Linked DNA regions of Sus scrofa: region 2 is linked to region 1. The links are chromatin contacts, called in public HiChIP or PLAC-seq maps. All regions are on one chromosome and are shown on one strand. The core of a region is the stretch at or near the end of the contact, and the rest is flanking DNA. Distances in the headings are between cores, read along the strand shown.

Region 1 (3,871 bases), core at 481-2,980:
TGACTTCCTGGTGGAGACCTGTCTTACCAGTTGTTCTCTTTTCAGTACCTAATACAGTGCCTGGCATATAACAGATGCTCAGTAAATGATAAATTCCTTGGGGTTGGCTTTGGCTTTATTAGTTTATTAATTATTCCAATTATAGGTATAGTAATGGTGCCCAAATAATACAATTGTTTTGCTTTGTGGATAAGGAAGAAATTCTTAAGGACTTCTGTGCTATCTACTAAAGGACAGATTCCCAGCAATGCTTGGCATAAAGTAGACAATGATGCTTGTTGAATGCATGCATGTATGCCTGGACAAATCTCTGAAAAAATTCTAACAACAGTTGTACCCAGAGTCACTGAACTCATTCAGCAAAGGGTTTCTACCCCATGTTCAGCACTAAACTAAATGCCACAGAGACGGTGAGTAAGACAGATGTTGACTCTGCCATAAGTGGGACTATGGGTCTATCAGGGAAGCACAAGTGATGTCATTGCACACGTATGTGGTTAGTACCACGAGGAAATGCATCATCTAGTTTGATGATCAGAGAAGGCTTCTTTGAAAGTCACCTGAAAAACACGGTCAACTTTATTCAAAACGCATACAAGGGGATCAGTACCGGTACATAAAGCTTAGGAACCATGCAGATATGGACCAAGTGGTCAAGACAGAGGACAGCCAATTGTAGCTGCAGTTGTGTCTTGGTAACTTAACTGAGGATGGGTTATGAGGGAATGTGGAGACTTCTTCTTTGGCCATCTTTAAAACAGCATTAGAGCTTTGTGTGTGTGTCCCGATTGTATGCGGTCTTGTTTAAAGACAAAGGATACACTCAGCAACCTAAAATTGTCATCAGCAGGCATTCTTTACAGTCCCATGATTCTTTCACTAAAGACTTTAAAGGTAGCAGCTCTGCTATTTTTCTGACATATACCAGGCAAAACTGAAATTTACTTTATGAGCTGAAAAAACAATGCATTGCCTTTATTCTCCCATCACTCAGGAAAAACAGCTAAGTGAAATTTTGGTCAAACTTTCCAAAAAGCTTTGGGCTAAGGACAAGCATGGAAAAAGCCAAGCCCAAAGGAGAAATTTCCAGAATTTTAGAAGCAAGTGAAAACAGGGGGTTATAACAGTTCAATACTTGCTGCCAGGAACAAAGTATATACGATATTATTTATTGCTGAAAGCCTTTCAGAGAGGCAGCATCTGGTTTCAGTGAGGTCTTGCTTTCATCCCATCTAGCAGCTGGACCGAACACTACAGCACAGGAGATCAACCAATTTGCCAAGGTGACACAGCGAGTTAGGGATGCTCTCCAGATTAGACCACAAGAGCCTCTGGCTCCTCGAATGCCAAGAATAAGTCACATGACCAACAGAGAGTTTAGCACTTTTTATGACTCCAAGTGAATTCTTCAGTTTTAATTTTCTATTTGTGTTTATATTTTCAGAGTCCCAAGGAATCATTCTTTCTCACTTTTCTCCAGTGGGGAGATCAGATATCATCTTGGTTCCCTGTGAATGCCAAGAATCCCTGCCTGCCTCAACTAGGCTGAGCGTGTTAATGGCAACAAGAGTGGGAAACTATTGGGCAGAGTTCTGTTCATATTGGGACGAGGAAGATGGCGATGCAAAGCCTTGCCGCCTCTGAGAAGCTGGCCACTCTGCTTTGGTCATTCCAAACGTGCCTGAGGCAGGGGAAACGCTGATGAGGATGAGCTTACTCTGCCAGGACAAAGTGTCATGGACTTTTATTGCTCTTTGAGCCTTTTCTTCACCAGTGTTATTTCTCATAGAGCCCTGGCTGCAGCAAACACACCCCTTCACTCCTTTTGCGTATGTCTTCCATACCGATGGGGCAAAGGAGACTCTGTTTCCTAAGCACATGTTTTCCCTGATATTTGAGTGGCAAAGGGAACAAACAACACCACCCACACCCACAAAATGTGTTTAGTGAGAAATTTTAGCATTCACAGGATAGCCAAATTATCCACCAGTCACTCTCTCACCCTCTGTATATGTGTGTGTAAACGCATGGCAGTGCTGTGATAATGCTATTAACAAAAATAATCATCAATATATTAATATAATAATGCTATTAATACTATTTATTATTAGTATAATGACATCCAGAAACCAATTTTAGGGAAAGAAAGGGAAGGGCGAGGACCACATAAGCCAATATGAGAAGACCAGAAAACAGAGTACGGAGCCAGTTAGTGGTGTGAATAGGCTTAGCATAGTCTAAAGTGGTCAAAAGAATATTAGGAAGGGAGTGAGACCTCCTTTGGTCCCTAGCCTCAGCAATGGCAAGATGGCACAGCATCAAGAGAAATTATGCAAGCGTTTGGAGTATGCGGTCACGCCCAGAAGACATGCCATTTTAATAATACAAAACATATGTCCACTCAGAATGGCAGTGACCTAACTTCACTGTAAGTTGGAATGAACAATGCCTCTAAGAAACATATGACAATCTCAATACAATAGGATTTGGGAAATGAACTTAAAACCTGCCGCAGATGTCAAATGCAATAGAAATGCATAACATTTCACTTTGTTTCCTTTACATCACAATTTTTTTCCTTTTAATTGGAACAGACAAAATAAGCACTGACCTAAAGAAGTGATGACATATTCCCTTTGGACTTACTATTATTCCAAGGGAAAGTCATGCTAATTTAGATACTGTACTCATTCATTCAGCTTTTTTTTGTTTCATTCAATTTTACTGAGTGCCTACTATGAGCTGGGTACTGACATAGGCCCAAAGATGTAGTCATAAACCACACAGACACATCCCTGTCCCTCTGGAGATTTTTTTCTAATTAGAGTATATTTGATTTACAGTGTTGTGTCAAATTCTGCTGTACAGCATAGGGACCCAGTCATACACACACACACACAATACACATTCTTTTTCTCATACATTCTTCCATTTACCTTCTATCCAAAGAGATTGGACATAACTCCCTGTGCTGCCCGTAAGATCCCCTGGAGATTGTAATTCAGTAGTCTGATCTTATTTCAAAGTTCAGTTATTGTTTTAATAAAAGCTCAGTTCAGGTTTTTAAAAGGAAATCTCCATCTGAGGAAAACTCTGAAGTCATCACTGTCTTTCCAAAACTTATTTTCTCAACCTCCCAATTAGTCCTTCTATATTAAACTCCCCATTATTGGTGTCTTAGAGGAGAGAGCTAGGACATGACAAAGGGATGGGCTTTTTTTTTTTTTTTTTTTTTTTTGCTTTGAGAAGATACATTTTTAAACAATAAACCTCTAATGAGTTGACCAGCAGGTTGTGTTGCTACATGCCAAACCAAGCCCTGGAACAAAAGCCAGGACAGACCAACTGAAGGAGATGCCTCCAAATATTAAACTTAATCCTATCTCTGCCAAAATAAACTAAACTGACATTTTAGCAAGCACCAGTAAATAATTACATATTCTGGAAAACAAGTGTAAACAATCAGGTTTCAAAATTTGCCCCAACCACCTGTCCATAAAATCCTTTGTGCCAGTTAAGGATCAATCTGACCACAGGGGACATCACGCCAGCAGCCAGGGCATAAGGTCTACACCTCTGCTTCAGGATAAACTCTAATTTTTTGCTGATGAGATCAAAGTTTTTCAAAGTCACATGAGCATGCCAATATATCTATTCTTGTGAAAAACTAAAATAATAGCCATTTTATATTTGAAATTCTTTCACTTTTTCTCTCTCTTCCACCCCTGTCTTGTCTCTTTTCCTGTCACCATTTCTCTCCTACTTTCCCTACAGGGCAAGATGCTATTCTAAGCTCTTTACACGTATTATTTCAAAACTACGAAGAAACTCTGTAATCATCATATGCTGTGGGAGAGGACCATGAAGCCCA
Region 2 (3,871 bases), core at 707-3,206, 140 kb before region 1:
CACTTACTTGGGGTATCTGGGTGAGAGTCCCAAAAAGACAGCTATAATTACAGCAGTAATATACTTCATAAAGAAAAACTTCCATATGCTATATATTATTACATTTACTAACCTCACTTATTAGCACCTGGTGTGACTACAAAGTAATAAAATGCTGGCACTCATGTAGTTAAATGACATTATTTTTTTTGAGGCTATATTTATTTTTATTCAATCTTTTTTTGTAATGTTTTTATTTTTTCTATTATAGTTGATTTACAATGTTCTGTGAATTTCTGCTGTATAGCAAAGTGACGCGGTCACATATTTTACATGTACACACACACACACAATTCTTTTTCTAACTTTATCTTCAAAGTAATAAAATGAATCATTTTAATTATCATGCTGGCACTCATATAGTTAAATGATATTATCTTTAAAAGTGAGTATCTTGGGAAGTTTTGAATAAATCCCAATGAGGTTGTTACTGCTCAAAGCATTTTTAAAACTCTTCCTGGGGAATTATCTTTAGAGTTAAATGAATTCATGAGTCACATAAGAAAATCAGTCCTATTGCTTTTTAGTCCTAACCAATCTAATTTAGTAATACAGTGAAAGTTTTTGGAGCAAATAATTTCATTATCTGGAACTGGCTGGTACTGGCATTTTCCTGTCCTTGCTTGCAATTTCCCCAGGCAACTGCAGATAACTGGGGTAGTGAATATAATGGAAGCATTTAAGTGTCACTGTTGCTCTCTGTAATATTATCCCCAGTGAATTTATGTGGCATCTTATATGACTTTGAATAACATCACAGTATAAGGAAAATGGGGACAAAGAACTCTCAAATAAATTGTAAGCCTTCAAGTTCAAGAGCCACATCTTCTTTCTTCATAACCCTGGGACCCCTAACTCATCCACTCCCTGGGTCATTTAAGATGATTTTATGCTTAAAATAGGTGCTCAGTAAATACTCCCAATTTACTAGGTTGAAGGCTGAAACCTACCCTAATTTTTTTTCTTCCAACTGAAACCTACATTTCTTAAAGAAAAGAACTCTGGTTTCTCCCCTGGATGGCTGGCTCACCACCAAAGTAAACAGGATTTTCAGAACATTCTGTTTTCTCAAGCTGTCACATTGCTTTATAACAGTCAAACCAAATCCTTGTATTGAACTACTTTATTTTCAAAATCTCTGCAGAAATCACCCCACTCCATGTCCAGGATCATGCTTTTCAGATTTAATTATTTTCACCAGTTCTGATAAATCATTTCATCTCCTGGCTGATCTTTTTGTACATGAGGCGGCTGCTTTTCCAGAGTGGGAAATAAGGCCCAGGGAGTAGACCATAATTTTCCAGATGTCTGTTTTCAAAAGCCCTTCAAAGAGAACCAGCCTTTTTGGCTTTGTCTCCTCTTTAATGGGGTTTTATGGCTTCCATTACTTTGCAAACATCAAGTGCCCTATATCTTTTTGCTTTGATAATTTCCTTTTTCTGAATATTTATCTTCAGGTTATCTTTCTCAGAATCATTAAAGCATTTTGTTCGTTTTTAATTAATTCTGGTTACCATTTTACAAATACTCCTTATTTCATTGATAAAATTCCAGACTAATGCCCCTTTAAAAAAATATTCTGAAGGATATCAGATCTCAGGTTTGGTATATTTATATACTTTTCCCTTGTGTTAATGAAATGTTAACAACTTCCTATACCACATATTTTCAGAGCTAAATAGAAAAAGGAAGGAAACTAACATGTTCACTGGAACTTTTTATGCATGCTTATAAGGCAGGTAGCATTTATCCTCATTTACAGGTCAGCAGCTTATTAAGGTTCAGAGGTTAAGCAATTTGTCCAAAATCCCACAGCTAGGAAGCAGCAGTGTCAGAATTCCAGCCACAGTTGCCTGATTGCCTGATTCAGAGTCTGAGAGCTGGGGTCAGGTTACTCCGAGGGCTACTGCTTTCAGTTTCATTTTTCAAGTACTCCTCTCATTTGAAGGAAAATTGAGGAAAGGCAGTTGCCCTTTTTGAAACTCTCAGGCAGAAAAGATTATCACCACTGATGCAAGGACAAGAAGTATTGGTGAAGTTTAAGCGACAGGCTCTTAAGGGGTTAAGGTATTCTGGGTTATCCTAAATTTGTTGATGATGCTACACAAAACAAGCAAAGTCTGAAACAATCCAATCTGCAGACAGTTGCTCTAACAAGCTGCCAGTCTGGTACAGGAAATATTTCTATTCACTTCTATTACTATTTTTATTTCTCTTCAATAATAGTAATAGCAATAATAATAATTTTAAAAGTCATACTAAGGAAGTAGGGTATGACAAAGCTAAGCTTAATCTCAGTTTTCTGACGTCTATTAACAAAGGAGAGTGAAAAGTCGCTGTTTTGAACCTTGGGGTCAAGAGAGGATTAAGGCTCTAGGAAGAGCCAGGAAGAGAGATGAATTCAGGAAGACAAATGATTTCCCCTCTCCTCCTCCAAAACACATACACACACGTCCACAGCTCCTTGCACTGCTGGCCATGTCCTCCTCCGGCTGAGAAAACAACCTGGGAACCGCGTTCCATGACACAGAAATCTGTCTCCCTGTTCACTGCTTGCAGCAGCCCATGCTTTCCTCTCCTTTGAGGGCCCCTTAGGGTTTAGAGTCTTAGAACACTTGCAAGCCATGTGCATATCTTGGTCACACCTGATCCCTGTAAAGGTGAGAGTCTAAACACAAATATTCCCATTTTTGAAAATAAAGGGAACAGGTTCACTCAAGAGGTCTGTGACTTTTATGTGGTGGAATAGCTACTCTCAGCTAGGTTTTCTGACTCTGCTCTTTATACTTGTTTATATTCCATGTTGCTGGAAATCTCTGGTCTTTAAAACATTTTCAAAATTTAAAAAAATTGAGATAAACTTTACATACAATGAAAACAAAGATATAAATTTTACACTTCATGACTTGACCAACGCCCTGCGTTGGTGGTCATCAACACTCCAGTTAGGATATAGAACTTTAATTTATGGTAGCATAAAGTCTAAGACCATTAGATGGGTCTATTAAAGGGAAAGAAAGCCATTTTCAGGGAACTAAGACTTCTCTTTAAACATTTTAAAGCTGAAACTTTAAACGCCATATTTAGGGAAATGAGACTTCAGGTAGTTGATATGCCTAATGTAAGGTCTTTTCACCAGGAGGAAAGAGGGAAAAAGCAAGTCAGAGTGCTGATTTTTTTCTAACCCAGCTTCCTGGATTTATCCCTGTTCCTTCAAGTTGGTGAACTTTTTTGCTCTGCACTATACTTTCATGTAAGACTCCTAGGAACACAGGAAAATTAGATTTTCCCTTCATTGTTACTTTGATATTATTGCACTATTAATATCATACTCCAAAGCTCTCAGTTGCAGTTGGCTAATTAGTCTCATTCATATTGAAAAAGGACTATAATCCCATCTTAAACTTTGCACACTGCAGCTCGGTGTTTTTTACTCAAGACGGTTCTCAACCATAATGTTATAATTATATCATTTTCTCAGCAGCAACACCCATATACTATAATTACAGTCAAAGCTAAGGCTATGTTTATAATGTACAAAAGAGGATGAAATTGTTTCATTTTAAGTGATTCATTTACCTCCTCTGTTGGTAACAGAAATGCATGGTAATGGAAGAGTCATGGTTTAATATGCTTCTCTGAACAGCAATTTCAGATACCAAGAAGCCAAAAAAGAAAATAAAGCCCCCAAACTCCAATATGAGAAAATATGGGAGACATGATTCCCAGTCTGGTAACCACAATGACTCCTCATTTGAAAATCCAGGATGGCCAAAGGAATGGAGCTTAGCATGTTGGCAGCCACTATGGGGTCTCGGGGTGCCATCACTTG

Evidence for each region. HiChIP or PLAC-seq counts read pairs in DNA pulled down with a chosen protein or histone mark.
Region 2: an H3K27ac HiChIP or PLAC-seq map of skeletal muscle shows a contact between it and region 1. The contact joins two enhancer-like sites. A contact is called at or near these places in 1 of 47 Hi-C or Micro-C datasets (skeletal muscle) and 1 of 2 datasets of contacts at active chromatin or transcription factors (skeletal muscle).

What each region holds. Positions count from the first base shown.
Region 1 is chr16:27,216,235-27,220,105 of Sscrofa11.1, reverse strand. It overlaps a transcript of GHR not described here. Among named protein-coding and RNA genes, the nearest start is that of GHR, 41 kb to the left of the region's middle. Within about 2 kb of position 1,730, at least 5 of the 83 cell types and tissues checked have an H3K27ac peak or open chromatin away from gene starts, as enhancers often do. A contact at or near this core is called in skeletal muscle, where this site is marked.
Region 2 is chr16:27,353,621-27,357,491 of Sscrofa11.1, reverse strand. The region is part of intron 2 of GHR (growth hormone receptor); the gene reads right to left. Among named protein-coding and RNA genes, the nearest start is that of GHR, 96 kb to the right of the region's middle. Within about 2 kb of position 1,956, at least 36 of the 83 cell types and tissues checked have an H3K27ac peak or open chromatin away from gene starts, as enhancers often do. A contact at or near this core is called in skeletal muscle, where this site is marked.